Linked DNA regions of Hordeum vulgare: region 2 is linked to region 1. The links are chromatin contacts, called in public Hi-C maps. All regions are on one chromosome and are shown on one strand. Each heading gives the region's core, a stretch centred on a gene start, on an enhancer-like site or on the middle of the called end of the contact. The rest is flanking DNA. Distances are from core to core; before and after follow the strand shown.

Region 1 (2,802 bases), core at 160-2,659:
ATACACACATTTAATTTAGCAGAAAGTAGCTAATCATGCTTTGCAAAAGGAGAGATATTAGTGTTAGTGGGGTGCAAGTTGTAAGTTTCGTTTAGTGGAACGGAGTAATATGATACTAGCCTTAAAAAAAATAAAACCCTGATAAATGTCATATGTGTGATACGAGCACATGGCAACTTCGAACATTTTTATAGCAAATTTAGCGACATGACAACTGGTTGTTAACCATGGCAACTTTCTTTTCAGATTTCGGATGTGATATTAATTGTAAAAAATGTTAGAGTCGGAGTATTTCATGTCACACGTGTAACACTTATTATTTGAAAAAAAAAAAGATAGAGTAGCATAATGCATGGTAGACTAGTAGGTAAGCCAACCCCTAAACCTAATTACGTATAAAATTGGGTGGTTAATATAGCTGATTAATCGATTGACTGCTGCAAACAGCTAACTTAGCACACCACTCTTTTTGCCCGGGGTAGGGCCGGGTGATGGCAGCCGACGGATTAGCAGTTTTAGTCTACTCCCTCCGTTTTAAATATAATTTTTTTATAGTTTCTACTATGACATACATATGGAACAAAATAAGTTATATATAGTCTTTTAGTGAAACATCTACTTTCTCGGTTTTGGTATATTTATCTTTTTAGAGATATAAAGAAAAATGTATAAATCCACATTTTTAATTATGTCGATATATATCCATATGTTGTTTCTAATGAAATATCTAAAAAACAAATATTTAAGAATGGAGCGAGTAAAAGATACTTATAGAAACGGAGGGAGTATGTATATATGTATATATCACGGTAATTTAGCGGAGAAGGCGCGAAATAGACGAAATACACGGTCGCGCGCACTCACAAGAATGTCGAGGCCGCCGAAGTGGTCGCGGATCCAGGAGGCAAATGCGGCGACGGAGGCGGGATCAGCAACGTCGAGGCGGCAGAATCGCACTGACTGAAGACCCCTGGCGCGGAGCTCAGCGGCGGCGGCCTCCCCGCGCGCCTCGTCCCGCGCCGTGAGCACCACGGACAGCCCCTGCTCCGCCAGGCGCGCGGCCAGCGCGTGGCCGATGCCACGGTTGGCCCCCGTCACCACCGCCACCGTCTCGCCCGTCCACCACGCCCTGATGGACAACCCGCAAAATTAACCATAACGCAAGACGAAGTCAACCACAATATACACACAAAGCGAATGCGGTGTTGAGTGGAGGTAAATTAAGTCGGTCAGGGAGTTACTTGTGCGGTGGCGTCTCTTTGGAACTCGAGCAGTCCATGGACGATAGAGAGGGAAGGAGGAGCACTGGACACTAGACAGGATTGCCTGGATGGAAAGAGAGGTCAGGTACGGGAGAGCCAAGCAAAGCTTTGGAGTGGGATGTGGAGTGGAGGAAGACAACGAGAGCGGGGTGTATATATATATATAAGGACGGCCTATCCTGCAGTGACAGGCAGGGCAGGGAGCGCGCGCAAGTGGGTGCGTGTGATGGGAATCCTTCAAGCTGTGCTTCCGCTTCGAGGCGAGCCGGTCAACCGAGTTGAGTATGCGCTGCAGCCTGCAGGGGCGTACTGCGTACTGCTAGTAGCGTGGAAAAGGTCCAATACAAATCTTAAACTTGTAGATGAAAATTAAATCATACTATCAATTTGTAATTCTGTAAATTAGCACACCAAACTCGATCCCCTCCGTTTTGAACCTTGAGGACGTTTAGCTGGAATTCGCTGACATGGCAAGTCGGGCCAGCTCATTAGCGCAATGGCTCGGGCGCTCGCTCTGCTTTGATTGCACGAGTGACTCTAACCAGGCGGCTCTGTTTTGATTGCATGAGTGACTGTAGTGTAATCTTTACAGCTGTAATTGTACGGGTCTCTTTGGGCGCGCTTGGATTGACTGTATTTAGATACACATGTATTTAATTTATAGAGCCAGTATCAATTTTCACTTGAAAGCAAAACGACACAGCGAGATGTGTACTATTTACACTCGTATTGCTAACCGAAACGACATCCCAAACACGACCTTATAGATATATTGGAATTACATATATTCCGTAGTCTAGAATATATAATTCATCTTTTACCATATCTTTAGAAAAGGTTTCTTGCCTTTCAAGTCAGTACTGCTATATATACTTGCCCATGAGGCTCAATATAATATCCAATGATTTCATCAATCCCTCTATATCCCTTTTGACAGCGTCTATCGCACAAGTTTCAAGCTTACAAGGCATCTGTAAAAGTAACTCCAATGCACCAACCACCTATTTTGTCCATTTAGATCATTCATACAAAATACTTGACTGAACCTGGCAACCTAAATGGATCAAGTGTCCCTCTTATATCCATTTTATGGTCCATTCCCATTCAAGCTTGACTCAATTATGGCCAGAAATGGATCCGCATGAACAAAAGCGGACGCTCCCATTGTCTATTGTCGTCCACTCGTGCCCTCTCATGTCCGCCCTAGTCCCACGTATCAGCGACCCTGCAGGACCTGGGCCTTTGCCTTCACAACCGCAGCGATAAGGCGCTATTTTTTTTAATATTGCTTTTTTATCGATTTTAAAAAATATTACGTTATTTTGAATTTTTTTTAAAATGTGATCCTGTCAGCCTAGCCAAGACTAATTAGTCCCTATCGGTCTTGGCTAGGCCAATTAGTCCTTGCCGGCCTTGGCTAGGCCGACAACCCTGTTGGCAATGCAAATGGCCACCTATCGGCCACGGCGAAGCGAACTGGCACCTCTTAGCCGATTGCAAATCTATGAGCTAACAAGCCGGACTACGACGGAATTGTGAA
Region 2 (2,802 bases), core at 89-2,588, 140 kb after region 1:
CTCAAGGAAGCACGTGTGGTGGACTTCAGAGCTCCAGCAGTGCCACAAGAAGAGGATTCAACCCTTCGCTTTTCCGCAAGGGCGACCTGATGCTTCGGTAGGTCCAGCGGATAGCCTGCCACGACAAGGTGGCTTCCCCATGGGAAGGGCCCTTCATCGTCAGCACATCACGGCACAACAACGTGTACTACCTCATAGATGCCGAGAAACCGCAAAAGCGCAAGAGAGATGCCTTCGGCGAAGAGACAGAGTGCACATGGAACGCGGCGCTCCTCTGCCCGTTTTACAGCTGAACCAATGTATGTATGTATCCCCGTACCTTTTGGGTTTAATGAATGCAACAAGTACCCCGAGCTAGACTCTAGGGCTACCCTTTCGTAGTCGCTCTCTCGAGCGCCTTTTTTCTTCCGTTTTTGGTCTCCGGGTCCGGCTCGCCAGACCTGGGGGCTAGCCGGCCAGTCCGAGCCTTGCCTTCTTCAAAAAGGCCAAGTAGTGTGCGAAACGCCAAAACCCACTCTTTGCCCCAGCTACAGACAGGCTCCCGGCAGTCCCGCTGGCAAGAGCCATGGGTCGAAAGCGCTCTCACGCGAAGGCACCTAAGAGAAGACGGCCGACTCGGACTCTCCGTGTCATTTCCAAGCGGCCCATGTCGCGCTCGTCCTAGCTCAAGTCTCACGATCCTAAGTACTGTGGCGCTTTCCCCAAAGGCCAAGGACCCGTGTGTAACATCCCAATTTTCAATTTCGATGTTTATAAATAGATCATTCATATACATCCATGATTTATGCATTTTGCCTTCATATGTTTTATTTGAATTTTGATCCAAGGGACTTAGAGCAAATCAAGGACCAAAAGAAAGAGTTGGAAGTTTCCCTCAAGTCCATTTTTTAAATTTCATAATTTGGAATTTGGATCCAATTTGGTTTCACCAAAAATTCACTTCCATTATTTTCAAAAGGAAATAAAGAGAGAATATAAAATGACTTCTTAAAAATAGAATAAAAATACTGGAAATTTAATTTGAAACCAAAATATATTTAATGTCTTTTATTTGCAAATTATTTTGACGCAAATTTTATAAAAGTACAAATAATATTTATTTTTATATTTAGCTTTTAGGTTAGGAAAAATGTTAACCTAAGTACATTTTATTAGGAAGGATTTATGTGAAGTTTCCTGGGATTTTAGGACTACTTTATTTTGGTGGAAAAAAAGAGAAAGGCGAATTTTGTAAAAAAAACAAATTAGAAAAGGCTCAGCCCCGCAGGCCAGGCCAGGCCAGGCCAGGCCGGCGCAGCCAGCCAAGCCGGGCGAGATAGCTGCCGCCCAAGGCAGACCAGCCTGGCGGCAAGGAAAACCCTATTGAACGCAATTTGCTCAAATATTTGGGGCTCCACAGACCCCGTCCAGAAGACTTGGCCCGGCCCAGTTCCGTTGCCACCGCTATTGGGAAAAGGTTCCCTAACTGTTTTTTTCAGTTTGTTTTTCATTTTTTTTGGGTTTCCGTTTTTCTTTCGTTTTTCTGTTTTGCTTCAAATAATTACTGTTTTTTCAAAATAATAAAAACTTCAAAAAATGTTCGAAATTTTAAGAATATGTTCGATATTTACAAAAAATATTCGGGATTTTGAATAAAATTTCCTTTTTCAAAAAAATGTTACTGTTTTCGTTTTCACATTTTCCTTGTCTTTTTTCCCCTTTTCCTTTCCTTTATTTTTGTTTGACGTTTTATAAAAAAAATGAATTTCGAAAATTGTTCTCCAGTTCTAAAATTTGTTCACAATATATTTAATTATTTGTGATTCAACAAATAATAAGGAATTGAAAAAACCTGCTTTCAATATGTGTTCATTTTTTTAAAAATATTTCGTGTTTCAAAAATTATTCTCTTATTCAAAAAACAACAAGATTTTAAAAAATGTTTCTTTTTTCATAAATTGGTCACAATTGTTAAAAAATGTTCTGGTTTGAACATTTTTATATAAAATGTTCCCGTTTTACCAAAAATGTTTCTTTTTTGAAAACAAATTCAAAACATGTTCAAATTTTGTTCACCAATTCTAAAAATACTTATGATTTCAAAATGTTTAGGAGTTTTTAAAATGATCTTCATTTTCTAAAAAAATTGCCTTTTCAAAAAATGTACGGAAGTTCAAAACATGTTCGTGTTTCAAAAAGTGTACGTAAGTTGAAAAAATGTTCCCACTTCAAAAATTGTTCATAAATTCTTTGGTCAGAGTTTTCGAAAAATGATCTTGATTTGAAATTTTTATCAAAATTTTCCTATTTTACGAAAAATCTTTTTTATTTGATTTGTTCACAAATTGAAAAGTTGTTCTAATTTGATTAATTAAGTTCTAAAAACGTTCATGATTTGAAAATGTACAGTAATTTAAAACAGTGTTCTTCGTTTTCCAGAAAATGTTTGTCTTTTCAAAATAATTACGTAAGTTCATAAAATGATTGTGTTTCAAAAAGTGTACATAGGTTGAAAAAATGTTCTCATTTAAAAAATTGTTTAAAAAATTTAGAAAACATTCTTTATTTCATAAATTGGTCAAATTATTGGAAAATTGATCTAGATTTCTCATTTATATAAATAATGATCCTGTTTTACGAAAAATGTTTCTCTTTTTGAAAATTTGTACACAAATTGAAAACTTGTTCAAATTTTTTTCACCAATGGTAAAAATCTTCATGATTTGAAAATGTACTGGACTTTTTAAAAATGTTCTTCATTTTCGAAAAAATGTTTACCTTTTTAAAAAATGTCCGTAAGTTCGAAAAATATTCCTGTTTCAA

Evidence for each region. Hi-C and Micro-C count contacts between places; a contact is called where the count stands out from the background.
Region 2: a contact with region 1 is called in a Hi-C map of leaf, with 2.1 times the contacts expected there. The contact joins the enhancer-like site here to the promoter of LOC123404624 in region 1. A contact is called at or near these places in 2 of 6 Hi-C or Micro-C datasets (both in leaf).

What each region holds. Positions count from the first base shown.
Region 1 is chr6H:347,477,888-347,480,689 of MorexV3_pseudomolecules_assembly, forward strand. It overlaps LOC123404624 ((+)-neomenthol dehydrogenase-like), which reads right to left and starts at 1,410. Exons shown (of 4, transcript XM_045098565.1): 1 at 1,242-1,410; 2 at 865-1,129. The coding sequence starts at 1,279.
Region 2 is chr6H:347,621,558-347,624,359 of MorexV3_pseudomolecules_assembly, forward strand. No RefSeq gene overlaps it. Among protein-coding and RNA genes, the nearest start is that of LOC123405479, 140 kb to the right of the region's middle. Within about 2 kb of position 1,339, at least 3 of the 3 cell types and tissues checked have open chromatin away from gene starts, as enhancers often do. A contact at or near this core is called in leaf, where this site is marked.